2 separate regions of the Cricetulus griseus genome follow, and region 1 is linked to region 2. The links are chromatin contacts, called in public Micro-C maps. All regions are on one chromosome and are shown on one strand. Each heading gives the region's core, a stretch centred on a gene start, on an enhancer-like site or on the middle of the called end of the contact. The rest is flanking DNA. Distances are from core to core; before and after follow the strand shown. Region 1 holds the start of Nxph3 (neurexophilin-3). Region 2 holds the start of Tac4 (tachykinin-4).

Region 1 (7,692 bases), core at 1,365-3,864, 250 kb after region 2:
GTCATGCTCAGGGTCCTCTGAGCCAGGGGGGCCATCATCTTGGCCACAGATAACCTATGGAGGGATTTGGAAAAAGAATTAGAGCTTTGTCCCCAGAGGACCCAGGAGATTTGAGATCTGACCTACATCCCTATCACCATCTTTATGTTCTCTGCCCCTGGCTAAGGGGGGCACCTGCTTGTTCCCTTGTGGTGTACTCGGAGTACACACTGGCTCTCTCAAGACCCACTCTCATGTTCTAATACATCAGTCACTTCATGTCCTTTCTTTTCTGCCCTGCCTCTGGATGCTATTCAAAACCTAGGATGGTCAGGAAGTGTCTCCCCTTCATGGATTAGGGTATCAGAGACACAGGTCTCTTCTCCAGATAAGCCCCAGTCAGGTAGGAAGGGCTCAGCTTTTTATGTTTGTTTGTTTGTTGTTTTTCGACTACAGGGTTTCTCTGTGTAACAGTCCTGGCTGTCCTGGAACTCACTTTGTAGATTGGGCTGGCCTTGAACTCACTGAGATCCGCCTGCCTCTCCCTTCCAAATGCTGGGATTAAAGGCCTGTGCCACCATCTCCCATCCAGGGCTCAGCTTGTGACCTTGCAGAAGCTCTCAGTGTGAAGGCCAGGTAGAATCCCTACCCTTGATATGGCCAAGACGCCAGGGAGGCACCATTTCTGTCCTCCAGCACTCCTTAACCTGGAGTTGGGGAGTTGCAAGTTATTTGGGGAGCCTGATGCCTGCCTTAGGAACTCCCTTGTGCCAGCACACCTACATCTCATGCCGTTTAAGACATTTTAGTCTTCTGGCTGAGACACCATTCCTAGCCTAGGATAACTGCTGGCTTCAAAGTCAAACACCACAAAATAAGAATCCAGAAACAGTGACAGTCCTGGGCAGGTACCAGTTTGTTTCAGGTTTTGCTAAAGCTAGGAGACCCAGGTGTGAATGCCACACCCAGGATGGCCAGCTCGAGGAAGCAAAACCCTTCTCTGGGGAACACTGGTGATGACATGCCAAGACAGCACTTGCATGATGAGGGACCAGTTCTTGTGAGTCCCATTTCACAGGTGAGGACATCAGGATATTCAGGTTACATCACCAAAAGACATAGGCCACAAGTGTCCCATCACGAGGCACAGACCAGATGTACCTTTGCAAAAGACTTTTACTGAAGCCCTGTTTCCACCTGGATGTCCTGTCAAACTCTGCCAGGGTTTTCTCGCCTCAGCAGGCTCAGCTATGGTGACAGGCCACACCTTGGGGAGGCTTCCTGGAGAAGGGTGGAACAAGCCAGCAGGGGAGGTTACCTAACTCCCTAGACTCAATGGTCTGGATGTGTTTGCTCAGTTTCTGGGACCGAGTTCTCATCGGTGTGTCTATGTCACCAGCGAGGAGACACCAGCTTAACTGCAACATCTGGATCGATGATGACATGGGTGGGGCCGAGGGATTCCTGAGGAGCTGGGATGGGAGGTTCCAAAAGGGTTTAGTCTTTATGTCTCTTGCTCTGGTCTTGGCTGTGCCTATGCCTGTGTGCTGTGACCAACCCAGTATCTGTCCCACGGCTAAGGCTGGCCCTGCTTTCCAGGTTCCCAGTGTCCCCCGGGTCAGGATAGGCAGGCAGGGAGGCTCCTAGGGCTGGGTTCAAGGTTGCCCACTTGTTCGGAGCTGGCTCTAGGGTTTAATTGAATGGTTGAGATAGTCAATAGCTCAGTAGTGATCAGGGCCACAGGTAAGGGCCAAGCAGGGAAGGCTTCCTCTCCAACAGCGGACTGGGGGTGGGAGGGTTGCTGTCAATGGGAATTGTTTTGAGGAAGGGGGCAGTTCCAGTGGTGCTGAGGCTTCTCCAGGACAGGATTGGGGTCGGAGACAGATGTAGGGCGGCGGGCTAGGGTGGCGGGGGAGTTAAGCTCTGGGCTAGGGTCCGGGTGGGGTTCCAGGGCATCCTGGGCCGCGGGGGAGCGGGCTCTGGGCGCTCAGCTCAGCTGCTATGAGCGCCTGGGGCGGGAGCCGCCTGCCCAGGTCCTGTGGGGCTCGGGCTGCGCGCAGCCGGGAGAGGCGAGGAAAACAACAGGCGAGGAGGGAGGGAGCGGGAGGGACGGCGGGAGGAAGGGACGCGGAGGCCGCCCCCAGTCCGCCCGGGCTTTGCGCGCCAGGGCCCACAGTTTGGGGTTCTCTGGGCCCCAGAGGTCAGAGGAGAAGCCTGCGTCCCCTGACCCGGCAGGTCAGCTGCCCCACCCCCGTTCCGCGCGTCCTGGGATGCTGCGAGAGGTCGGGTAATCCTTGGCGACTCAGCTCCGAGGGGCCTTTTCCCTAGTGTCACTCGCACCTCCCGCCATCAGCCGCGGAGTGGGTGGGCCAGCCAAACACCCTCCTCCCCGCCCCTATTAACCCTTCCTGTCCGGCCTCCGGCCTCGGACCCGCCCTCTCCCCCAGCCTCCAGCTTTCGCCCGCCCGCATCCCTGGGATGTCAGGGGAGGGGGGAGGGAGAAAGTTTCAGGGCTCCGCGGCTTCCCGCGCTCTCCCCATCCTCTGGCCCCCGCCCTGCGCCGCTCCCCGCGGACCACTCACCAGATAGAGGCTGCCCTGCACTAGGAACACGAAGCAGCAGCGGGTCAGTTGCATCTTCCTCCTCCGCTCTCACCCGTCTCTCTTTTCCTTTCGGGGTCCCAGTCCCCCTCTTCCCTGGACTGCTCCTTCAGGCGCGCTGTCCCATGCTCCCGTCCCCGGTGGTTCGCGGCCCTCCCCTCAGCCCGTCGCTGGGACCGACCCCGCCCCCTTCGGTCCAGCTGTGTAGCCGCCGCCCCCTCCCCGCGTCCAGCTGCGCGCCGCGCGGTCCCGTCTCCCGGTGCCAGATGTGAGCCCGGAGCGTCTCGAAGGGGCTCCGGCTGCGCGGTGGCTGCGCCTCTCCAGACAGGCGCTCGGCGCCCCACTCGCTTCCAGAGGCTCGGCTCTCGCCCAGATGTGCTGGGGGACCTGCGCGCGCGCCCGTCCCCGGTGCTAATTCCCCAGACCAGACGGCCCCTCCCGCCCCGTCGCGGCGCGCCCCCTGGCGGACGCCCGGGCCAAGCGAGCCGCGGCCGCCCGCTCCCCGCGCTGCCCCCGCCAGACTGGAGCGCTCCTGGCGCCCAGGCGGCTCCCGCTTCCTCGTCCCTCCCACTGGCGGCGGCGGCGGCAGCGGCAGGTACCGTGAGCCCAGTCGGTACCTCCGGAGTTAACTCCTCCCCTGCCGGCCCGCAGCATGGGGACCTGGGACGCCGACTTTCCAGCGTAGGGGACAGAAGGTGGGCGGAGGAGCTCGCTCTGGGAGAGGAGGCGAGAGGCTGGAAGACCGCCGATGGGGACACCAGCTTTTTCGCCCTCCTGGCAGCGCGCCTTATTTTCTGTAGCGGGCATCGGGGATCTGTCGCCCTACCTACACCTACCCCTAGGAGTCCTAGAATTTGGAAAGACAATTCTGCCCAAACCCTTTTAAGGGTGCAAGGATATCAACAGCGGATCACAGCTGCTGGTTCCTGCAAGACTTGAGGGTGCTGAAGGAAGTTCTTCTAAGTGTCTAGCTCGCACCCCTTTTCTTAGCAAGGCCGTTCATTTTCTTCCTCAGAGCAATCACTATGAAGCTTTTGGTTGAGGCGCTGGCCTGAAGAGACCACTAGGGACCAGGCTGGATTCTGGGGTTGGAGTAAGGGTTTGCCTCCTGAGAAACAGAGGAGGGATGATGGGATGGACAAGACCTCTCAGAGGCTGTCCTTCCATTCTTCCCTCCCTCTTCTTTACGACACAGGTGCTCACCAGGCTAAATAGGGTCTCACCCCAGTGGGGTCCCAGGTTGCTCTGGTCCCTTCAGATCTCCAGGGCAAGAAGGACTGACCTAGACAAGAGATGCCCAAAGGTGCAGGACCACCCTTCTTCCATCACTCCCACTCTTAATGGATGGACCTCTTTCCTAGCTCTCTGGAACTCATTTAGTCTTGAGAAAAATAAAAGGTCGCATCCTCCGACCCACTGGAGGCATTTGGAGTGGTCCCAGCCTATGCTGGGCCATTGGTGGGCTCTCCCCACTCTCTCCTGGGGCCCCTCGGAGATCCAGTGTGGTCTCTGACTGCAGCCCCCAGCTCACACCCAGCCTCCTCCCCCACCATCTGCCAGGCGTTGTGCTAGGAATGCAGATGAATCTTAATATCAGCCTGGGCCAAGTGCAAAGAGGGAGAGACTGCAGAAGGAGGTACTCTGGATGAGTCTCCTAGGTGCCCTGGGCCTTTCCTCTGTGTGTGTGTGTGTGTGTGTGTGTGTGTGTGTGTGTGTGTGTGTGTGTGTGTGTGTGTAAGATTCCCAAAGCCGGGGGCGGGATGGGGGGAAGAAGCAGGTAAATTTTTGTGTGGCCTTGGAGCCTCTGGTCCAGCTGGGAGAAAGATGTTGTCAGTCTGAGCGTGGGCAGCTAGTTCCTACTCTCAGCTAGGCAGAGGTGTAGCTGGGCTCGCTCCTTGCCCATTCCAAGTTCTGCCTCCAGGACAGCAGTGTGGCCCAGCAGCAGGACTGCTGTTTTCAGGCCTGACGGTCTTAGACTCCACTCCAGACCCCTACACACTGTGTGACCTTGGATAGGTTACTTCCATCCTCTGATGTCAGTTTTCAGATCTGTCATTTAGAGAAGGAGAGAAGACACAATGTGTAAACCCAGTGCAAGCACCATGGCTAGCGGACATCGTGGGAGTGCAGTAAATGGAAGGGTTAGCTTTTGCACTGCCCACACATTTGCTGCTCTGTTCTTCCAGCCAGGCTTGCCCTCACTCCCCTTTTGGACACTCCTGGCTCCCACTTGCTTCCACTTTTTTCTTTGCCTTCATCCATCAGCCACTGGTGGGGCCTGTCCTCGGTACCAGGCACCAGGCCAGAGCCTCGGCTGCAGAGATGAATGGGACACCATCCCTGCCCTCAAGGATCTCCTGGCCCTGTGTGTGGAAATCGATCATTATAACTCACTGCAGTGAGTGCAATGACACAGTCCCCATAAAGCCTTGAGGGTGCACCAGGAAAGGTGGGGGAGGGGCAGGAGGAAGGTCAGGGCTGACTCTCTGAGGGCAGTCAAGTCTAGGAGGTCAGGAGGAGTAGGTCTGTCAAGGGCATTCCTGGCAGGGGGTACAGAAAGCTAGGAATGAAAGCAGCTTGTTGTCCTGGGAGTGCCTCCTCCAGGAGAAGATCAGAGGCAGGGATCAGCCATAACGGGCTTACATGTCAGTGAAGGGGTCCGGATCCATGTTTGTGGGGAGCCTTGGAAGGGTTTTGAGGGACTGATTACAGTCCAGCTTGTTTTTTGGATAGCTTTTGTTGAATTCACTAGAAAGAGGAGGGGGAGGGGAAGCAATTAGAAGATCAGGGTTGGGGGCCTGAAGACATCAGCTGGCAAACCTGGAAAACAAAACCAGCCAGGATTTGGCTGTTGCTGGGGTGCCCGATGCAGGGACAGCGATGAGGGTGCCAGGCAGCTGGACGGGGTGGGGGTGCAGGTGGCGGGGGGGGGTACCCTGGTGGACAGAGCAGGATGACTTGGAGGAATTCAGCTCTGGCCATGACATACATATCTCTGTGCTGCTGTTGGTCATCAAAGGGCACCAGAAAGTCTGTCCTGGGGTGTGAAGGGTGCTGGAGACGTTGTAGGCACAGGAGGAGGAGTCCCTGGAAGTCTGACATTTAAAAAGTAGGCAAAGGAAGAAAATTCCCAGGTGTTCATGGGCAGAGTAGGCAATCAGGAGCAAAGTGGGCCGCGAGGCTCACTCTCTCACCTGAGTGAGAAGGGTGAGAGCGAAGGCCTCCATGCAGGCCCCAAGTTTCCTCATCGGGGGAATAGGAACCCAGTACTGTATACTTTTACAAGCCCTTAACCCCCAACCAGGGGACACAGAGTAAAGTGGCCTCTATCACTCTAAAAATATGGATGGAACTCTGTTGGTAGAGTGCTTGCCTAATATACATAAAACTCTGGGTTCCATCTCTAGCACCCCATAAACAAGGCATGGTGGCACACACCTGTTAATTCCAGCACTTGGGAGGTGGAGGCAGGAGGATCAGATGTTTAAGGCTACCCTCAGCTACATAGTGATTTTGACTTTGTTGTTGTTGTTGTTCACATTTGCCTGCATGCATGTCTGTGCACTACCTGTTTGTCTGGTGCCTGTAGAGGGCAGAAGGGGGCATTAGATCCCTGGAACTGGAGTTACAGACAGTTGTAAGCTGCTGTGTGGGTGACAGGAATTGAACTGGAGTACTCTGGAAGAGCAGCCAGTGTTTTGTTTGTTTTTTGAGATGGTTTCTCTGTGTCCTTTGGAACCTGTCCTGGAACTTGCTCTGTAGACCTGGCTGGTCTTGAACTCACAGAGATCTGCCTGCCTCCGTCTCTAGTGCTTTAAAAAACAAAACAAACAAACAAACGAAAAACTAAGGTCTCACAATGTAGCTGTGGCTGACCTGTATCTGGCTATGTAGATGAGACTAGGCTCAAACCTTCCAAGATCCTTGTCTTCTCCAAGGAGTTAAAGGCAGATGCTACCCCGCCTAACTCAGTAGTTGTTCTTAGCCACTGAGCCATCTCTCCAACCCCTACATAGTGATTTTGAAGCCAGCGCTGGCTACCTGAGACCATATCTCAAATAGGAAGGAAGACTGGGTGTTATGGTGTACGCCTTTGATCCCAGCACTTGAGAGGGCGAGGCAGGCTGATCCCTGAGTTTGAGGCCAGCCTGGTCTATGCAGTAAAACCCTGTCTAAAAGGAAAGAAAGAAAGGAAAAACTCTGCTATGTGAAATGCTGGAAAGGAGGGATTACCCACAGCACAAAAGACAAAGGAATTCTGGGAAGGGAAGGGGCATCGGAAGTCTGTCTGCTCCAAGTGGGAAGGCTGACCACTGACACAGCACTCTCTGTGCACCTAGTACCATGGCAGTGACGTAGGTGGTGATTCCCAAGGTGTGTCTGTCACTCAGGGCCACATCTCTGTGTGCCCCGAGTCCTTTCCATTGCATCCCTTGCACACAGTAGGTACTCAGTGAAGGGAGAGCGGCTGAGTGACTGAGGCCTGCAACAACCTCCAACCCCCTCTGCACACAAATGCTCCTGGCCCAGCATTTGCTCATCACCTCCTTGTACTCTTGCCTGCTCTGGAAGAGTCCTTTGTGTGTTGTTTCCTCCTTGCCTCCCCAGTGCGGCCCCAGCCAAACAGCACAGTGGGCCCCTGAGGGTGCTCTGCCAATGAGCAGGAGATAGAGTTCCTGACTGCTTGAAAGGCAGACAGGCAGACAGTGGCTGCCCTTAAACCCACTGTAGTGGTCTGAGGGAGAGGAGAGGCTAGCTGGTAATTGGTAATAATCTCTCCCGTTTAGCTGGCAATTTGCAATTTAAAGAGCTGGGATAGAGAGTTATGTATTGGGGAGGCCCAGGGGGAAAAACACGCTTAAATAGGGGGGCCGAACATGGATCCCAGAGAGATGAGTGGGAAGCAATGAGTGGAGGAGCGGTAGGGGAGGAGAGAACCTTCTAGGCAGATGAAGCAGATCGAGGAAAAGCCTCAGATGAAAGACAGCCCAGGAGTGGGGTGCTGAGGGGGCCCGGATGAAAGAGTCATTTGTTCCATGAATAGTTATCAAGTGTCTACTTTTATGTCAGGTCCTGGCTGGTGTGCAGTGTGGGTCTGGACCGGAGACTGTAG
Region 2 (7,418 bases), core at 3,008-5,507:
CAGTCCTAAGTGTTCACACAACAGGCCAGAAATGGCTTGGAATTCTCCCCCAACCCCCAGCTCTGCCCATCTGTCCCAGGTTCACCTCAGACCATAGAAGAGTTGAACAGATTCAGGAAGGACCCAGGAGGGCATGGGAGCCCCTCATCTCTAGCTATACCCCCCAGTTGTGGTGGCTTAGGTGTCCAGGTAGTGGTCAGGGGAAGCAAGACAAAGTATGTCCTGCAAGGTTAGCTCCAGGCCCCTCTTGACTCCAGCCAGCCAGGTTCCCACTCCAAGGCACTGTTTCCACAGCAGAGTCTATTTAGACAAGAGCGACAAGCTGTTCTGCAGACAGTGGGAACCGGAGGCTCCATTCGGTAGACCAGAGGCAATGCATTATAAACATTTTCAATTAGCAGTTCGTTCTCCTCTAGCACTTAGACCAGGCTCCAGGAAGAGGGCAGACTTTAAACAGAGCGTCCCTGCCTCACTAATGGGGTCAGACTAGAAGGTTTAAGGCTGGCAGGCACCGAGAGAGATGAGCACTTCAGAGAGGTTCCTGGGTTCCCCTTGAGGCAAGGGGCAGTACTAGAACCTAGAACTCCTTACACCGCTCCCTGGGCCCACTCTTTAAGATCTAGAGTGCTGAATTTTGTCTAAGAAGAGACTTCACACAGGGAGACCCAATGTGATGGCAGGCACCTAGTTGTCATCCTTAAGAAGCAACCGGATGGCGAAACTTCAGGGAATGCCCCGATGACTTTCCTTAATCTGGGCTTTCCCAGGGAATGTAGATGGATGTTGTCGTTTAATTATATTATTAACAGCAGTAATTGCTGCCGTTTATTATATGCTGTCAGCGAGCTAAACAAATGCTGCACAAAGTTCTTGTGTTATCTTTTTAGCCTCAGCAAGGGACGTTCAAAACTGTTAGGTAGCTTATCTAAGGTAGCCAGCCACCCATGGTTAAGTGACCAGGCTGTAACTTGAACCTGAACACTCTACTCTGATTCTCTCGGTTTACACCCACCCTGTGCTCCTTTTTCCTGCTGCTGCCTGACTTTAAAGGGATGTGTGTCAGGAGGCCCCGCAGAGGTGAGAGAAAAGGAAAGGAGCCAAGGGAAGGCCCCAGGTTCCTGCAACCCTGAGCCTGTGTCTTTGATGGTGAGGGAAGGGCTGGTGGAGAACAGGGACTCCCCCTCGTGATTCTTCTCAAAATTCTGATCTGAAGGCTCGAGAGATGACTCAGTGAAGAGCACACTTCTTGTTCTTCCAAAGTATCCCGGTTCCATTTCCGGAATTCATATTGTGGCTCACAACGCCCTCTTCTGGCCTCCGCGGGCAGAGACTGCGTCTAGTGCACAAAAGCACCCATACACATAAAACAAAAGGTTAAAAGAACTAAAAACAAAACAAAACAACAAAATTCTGATCTGCAAGCAGTAGATTTGGCAACACATCAAGCATTTTCTAGACCCTTCCAGAGATGGGGGAAGGCGGAGGCCGACAGCCTAACAGGACTAGAGATGGCAAGAACATGAGAGATTTGGGTTAAATCCTCCAAATGTAAGCAAATGTCTATGCCCACCCCACGTCTGGCAGAAGGGCCAGGGCTCTGCTCCATCTCTCAGTGTGAACAGAGATGGAGAGGTCTGCCCAGTGTGCCTGCTTTTCTGCAGATGCCCTGCTGTATAAAGTAAATCCATCATCAATGAAAAGGAGCAGTAAGGGGTGAAGGGAAAGGGGTGTGTTCAGGCTGTTGCAACGGAGAGCTCCAAGCACAGGGTTTATATTTGTTGATGTTCCCCAGGTCTGGACTCCGGGGTAACCTGAGCCACTTTATTCCCCGTCATCAATGGAAGGAACCCATTGTCCCTCTGTGCAAAGAACATGTCATCAGAGGCCAGTATGCAGCTCCCGACACGTCTGCACACGGCGGTCTAGGAGGGGCGGTGAGTCGGTCGGAAGCTTCCACGTGGGGGCGCTGGAAGGGCGTAGGAAGGACGGAAGCTGGGTCCAGTGGCGTCCCCAGACCCACAGCGCATCTTCTCGGCAGCCGAGTCCCCCAATCCCGCCATCCCCCATTCCGGTTCCTTGCTCCAGGAGGCGAACGAACACTCGAGCCGAGCGTAGATCCAGGTTCGAGTTCCGACTCTGCCACCCATGGCGCCTGGCCTCCTGGAGCCGGCCCACGGGCCCACGACCCCCCTCCTCTGGCCGAGTGGGCGCTTGGAAGCGTCGGCTTCCTGCCCGCAGCTCGCCCGCGGGATCTAGTGTTTCCCTTTTCTTCCTCGTCCTTTTTTTTTTTTTTTTTTTTTTCATCCGTCCTCGCTTGCATCTTTTTCTTTTCGGCTCTGCGATCTTGGCCAAACCGCAGCCTTTAGCAATCCTTCGCGCCCACCCGGCGCCCAGCGAGCCTCACCGCTGCCGCGACCCGCCCCGCAGCCAGAGCGCCGCCCCGGACCGGGCCGCCCACACTCGGTTGTTCCGGACCTGAGCCAGCCGGCATCGGTCGGTGAGGGGTGCTGCCGGCCTCAGCCGATAGGGTGCACTGCTCAGCTCGGTCGGTCCTGGGCGCAGCTCAGCTTGGCCGATGGAGGGCGCTGCCTGCTCGAGTGTGCCCGACCTCCGTGAGTAGAGCGGGAGTTCCAACCTGTCGAAGCCCCCGCCTACCCCAACCTGCCGGGGCCCCGCCTACCGCACCCACACTGCGTTTTCCCGAGAGTCTTTCCCTACTGTCCCCGCACGCGTTTCTCCTCCGGTGGCCTTGTCCTCCTTCGGTCCCAGCCCAGAACCTCCCGGGCCTCTACATTGCAGCGAAGGGGACTCATCGGCCAGGGCCTCGCCCGGGTGGCCGAGGACACCGGGGCGGGGCTGCGAACCCGGTCGCCGGGCCTTCCAGCCCCAGCCTGACCGCAAACCTAGGGCAATGCTGCAAATAGCCGCGGTTTCCAGCTGGTGCCTTGCCCCCCTCTGGGCCTTCCGGACCTTTGGGGTTTTCTCTCTCTTCTCTCCGCCCTCTCATCTGCCCGATGCCTCCCGCCTCGTCCACACTGTGCGCCCACCACATCCTGCCCCAGGCATGGTGGTTCCTTCGCCAGCGAGGTGGGGAGCCTCAAGACCAGAGCTGAGCCTGCGAGCACTTTACCCAGTCATTCATGAACAACATTCATTCATTGTCCCACCCTGGGAGGTTTACAGACCGGGAAACTGAGGCTCAGAAACACTCCATGGGCTAAAGTCAATCTGACTGTGCCTGCAGTAGGAAGGCCATCTCCCAGGTCCAGAGGCCTGTGCTGGGATTTCCAGGCTAGCCTATAAGCCCGGCACTGGTATCTAAGATGCTCCTTTAGATCAAGCCTGACTGCCTGTTTCCACATCTGTAAAATGAAGAGGAGAAAGGTGGTACCTGTAAGGAAGAATTTGTTAAGGAAGATGACAGAAAGCCAACAAGAGGGTGGAGGTACTGGGTGTCTTGCCCATTGGGGCACTGAATAAAAGACAGGGTGACTTCCTGAACCAGGAAATCTGCATTTTAGCATGTGCTGGCATTCACAACCCCCATTGCATTCATCAGAGATTTCTGGTGATGATCTCAGGCACAGTGTCTTCCTTGCTCATCTTCCCATCCAGTCCCAATAATAGTAATAATAATAGTTAGCAGGTCATGGTGGCACACGCCTTTAATCACCACTCAGGAGGCAGAGGCAGGTGGATCTCTGATTTCAAGGCCAACCTGGTCTACAGAGGGAGTTCCCGGGCAGCCAGAGCTACACAGAGAAACTTTGTTTTTTGTTTTTCGAGACAGGATTTCTCTGTATTTCTTTGGAGCCTGTTCTGGAACTCTCTCTGTAGACCAAGCTGACCTCGAACTCACAGAGATCTGCCTGCCTCTGCCTCTGCCTCCCAAGTGCTGAGATTAAAGGTGTATATCACTAACACCTGGCTCACAGAGAAGTTCTTATCTCAAAAAACAAAAGTAACAATAACAATAGTTAACAGACATTAAATATTTACCATTGCACACTGTGCTGAATGCTCCATATGCATTATTTCGTTGCATCCTCAGCCTTGTGTTACCCAGGAGGGTCCTGAGGTTTAGAGGGGTTAAGTAATAGCCAGAGGTCACAAAACTCAACAATGATGCTTCAAATGGATCCTGGGTCTCTGAACACAGGGCCCTTGTTCTAGACTGACAGATGACTGAGGGAGGGAGGGAGGGAGGGAGGAGGGAGGGAGGGGGAGGGAGGGAGGGAGGGAGGGAGAGAGGGAGGGTTGGATGGATGGCCAGGCAAAGAGAGGGAGGATCTGAACAGACAGGGGTTGAGCATACTCAGGAGCTTGCAGTTTGTAGAAAGAGTGACAGAGTTTGTAGAAAGAAGGCACAGGGGCTACAAGCAGAGGGGATAAGTGTGGTTCAGTGTTAGGATGCCATTTTGGCAATCGTGGAAAATCACTGAGGGTCAATGGCTGACATTTGGAGTCAGAGGTCATTTTCTAGCAAATCTCAGTTTCCACTTGCAAGAAGCCTCACTTCTTTAACAACTGGCGCCTCCCAGGGCAAGCAGTGTGTTCTAAGGACACATGGGGGCTGTGATGGGGAGAGTGCAGAAAGAGAAGAGATGGGATGGGAGTGGTTGAGCAGCAGTGACATACGGGCACCATATAGCTCTCTTCCCAGACCCAACAATAGAGATACTCCCCTGGGGGTTGTCCCTGGCAAGCTGTAACAGGAGGGAACTCAGCCAAGGGTAAGGCTGGTATTGCATCAGTGTTAAGCCTTGGGATCAAATGCTGGGGGTGGCTATGAGGAGGTCTAGGCTCTTGATGGTATTGGCTCAATCAGCCAGGGAGAGCGACTGTTAGTGAAGTAGCTCAAAGATGGGATTAGCCACAGGAAGGAAGCAGAGGAGCTGGAAGGCCTGGAGAACAAGGGTAGATTTCCCACCCATACTGGAGTGGCCCAGTGGAGACTGCTGAAGGAGGCGGCATCAGGCTGAGAGGGGCTTCCCAGACTCCCTGGACAGAGCAGCTCTTGCTCACCATGCTGCCCCTCCTTGCCCTGTTGCTCCTGATTGGGCCATCAGTGTGCACTACAACAGGAGACAGAGAGCAACTGACACTCGGCACAGCAGCAGAGTCCTGGGTGACCGTGAACCTGAAGGTACCTTTCTGAGATGATGACCTGTGGTGGAGGGCTGGGAGATCCCTTCTGAGAATGCCAGAATAGCAGAGTGTACCCCAAACCCTGAAAGACAGGCTGGTCAACTCCCCTGAGTGGGGAGGGTCAAGGCCATGAACTCTGATCTGTCCAGCCAGCAGAGGCACATTTGACTTGCACATGTGAGAGCAATAATGTGTGCTGTGTGTATAGAAACACTTAGCTAACACCTACTACGTTCCTTGTACTGTACGGACTGTATCATAAACAGTAACTTGTTTCAACTTCATGGGGAAACTACCATTGTTATCCCCATTTCACAGATGACTACAGAGGGCAAGGAGCTTGTCTAAGATGTACAGCTTCCACCTTAGCTAAGTTTTAACTCTGTATCTGAGCACCCGGGAACTTCTTTTTGAGGGACCAACTGGAGCAGGGTCACTGTTTTGTCTCACACAAAGCAACACTTTTGTCTCCTGATGAGCACTAGTGTTTGACTATGGTGGTGTCTACTAAACTCCCTGGTACTGTCACTGGAAAGAAATCTAAAAGTTGAATTCCCCAGCCTACCCTGAGATCCAATACCTCTGACCTAGGTAGAGACACTGACCTTAGAGCTTCCAATCCCTGACCAGGGAACCAGGAGAGTAACTGGAGTCTGTCTCCTCCCCACAGTCCCAGGAAGAGACACTTGGCTGATGTTGGTTTATGTTGCTGAGCCATGTGAGGTTTCTGGACGCCATCAGAATTGGGGGACTAGGGATGTTTCTCAGTTGGTAAAGGGCTTGCTTAGTATACATGGAGACCCAGGTTCAATCCCCAACACCACATAAAACTGCATGATGGTGCATGTCTGTTGTCCCAGCACTCAGGAGGTTGAGGCAGGAGGATCAGAAGTTCAGGGTCATTCTTTTTTTTTTTTTTTAAGATTTCATTTATTTATTATGCATACAACATTCTGCTTCCATGTATATCTGCACACCAGAAGAGGGCACCAGATCTCATAAGGGATGGTTGTGAGCCACCATGTGGTTGCTGGGAATTGAACTCAGGACCTCTGGAAGAGCAGTCGGTGCTCTTAACCTCTGAGCCATCTCTCCAGCCCATCAGGGTCATTGTTGACTCCATAGGGAGTTCAAGGTCAGCCTAGAGAGAAAAGGAGGGTTCAGAATGGGACCACAGGGAAAGCCATGCATAGACAGCTCTGCTAAGGGGTCCTCTCTAGTTGGACTAGAGAAATGTGGGCAGTGGGAGAGGACAGCAGGCCTGGGAGACCTGGGTTCAAGTCTCAGCTTCTCCACTGACTCCTGCTACTCTCAACCTCAGTTCCTCCCCTGCAAGATGGAGGAGAGAGAAAATAACCCCTTGCTCATTCTGCAGCTATGATGTTTTCTTTTTAAGTCAATGACAAACATGCAATGTGTAAAAAGTCCTATTGGATCAGAGACAACACGGGCATGGCCACATGGAAGTGTCATAATTTCACATGGCATTGGCAGTTCTGGTTCCCACCTGCAGTCAATTAGCTCATCCCACAGGAGTGAATCTTGTCCCCTCCTCTCTCCCTTAGTGCCTCTCAGCCTCCCAAGGAGAGCAGAGGCTAGGCTAGATGACCAGAAGTCCTGATAGACTGACTCTGCGGCTTGCTAAGTGTCACTACAAATGGGATGATCTCATTGCTCCAGTTCCCAGGGTGCCCTGCCTGCAGTCACCCCTGGGTTTCCTGGGTAAAATAGGATAGTCCTAATGTTTCCCCTCCCCTAGCAAAACCCTGATGGATAGAAGGGTCTGCTCTATTTAATTCATAAAAGACCACTTTCCAGTTTGTGCTTGGAGGATGCCCTTTATTAAGGCAAAGTGGTTTTCTTGAGCTTTTCAAAGATGGGTCTAAATCTCCAAAGAGACTTTTCTCTGGTTTCTGGCTTGGCTGGGCGACTCCAGCTGGCGACAGCTGCCCCAGCCACTGACAGCTCAGGGAGGAAACAGATTGGGAGGCTGAATTAGGCCAAGACTTAGAGAACAATCATCATGAAAACAGGGTTCCACAAGACCCAAACAGCCCATGGGGCTTCCCTGACTCCCAGCTGTGAACCTCTGGAGATCCTGCACCAATTGAGTCACTGAGCTGTCCCCAGTTCCCAACATATGGCCTCAAGGCTGTGGCTTGTCTTTAGCCTTGTTGGAAAAGGTGGTTCCTACTTGTCTCAGTTCAGAAATGGTCATAGGTGCTCCCCCAGAGATTCAAGGTCATAGAGGGAGTGGGGGAGAGAGAACT

Evidence for each region. A called contact is a pair of places that touch in the nucleus more often than the background predicts.
Region 1: a contact with region 2 is called in a Micro-C map of the CHO-K1 cell line, with 6 times the contacts expected there. The contact joins the promoter of Nxph3 here to the promoter of Tac4 in region 2. A contact is called at or near these places in 3 of 8 Hi-C or Micro-C datasets (the CHO-K1 cell line and fibroblasts).

What each region holds. Positions count from the first base shown.
Region 1 is chr7:108,683,176-108,690,867 of CriGri-PICRH-1.0, forward strand. Nxph3 (neurexophilin-3) reads right to left here and starts at 2,615. Exons shown (of 2, transcript XM_027424271.2): 1 at 2,562-2,615; 2 at 1-54. The coding sequence starts at 2,615.
Region 2 is chr7:108,434,082-108,441,499 of CriGri-PICRH-1.0, forward strand. Tac4 (tachykinin-4) reads left to right here and starts at 4,258. Exons shown (of 6, transcript XM_035447809.1): 1 at 4,258-5,146. The coding sequence starts at 5,027.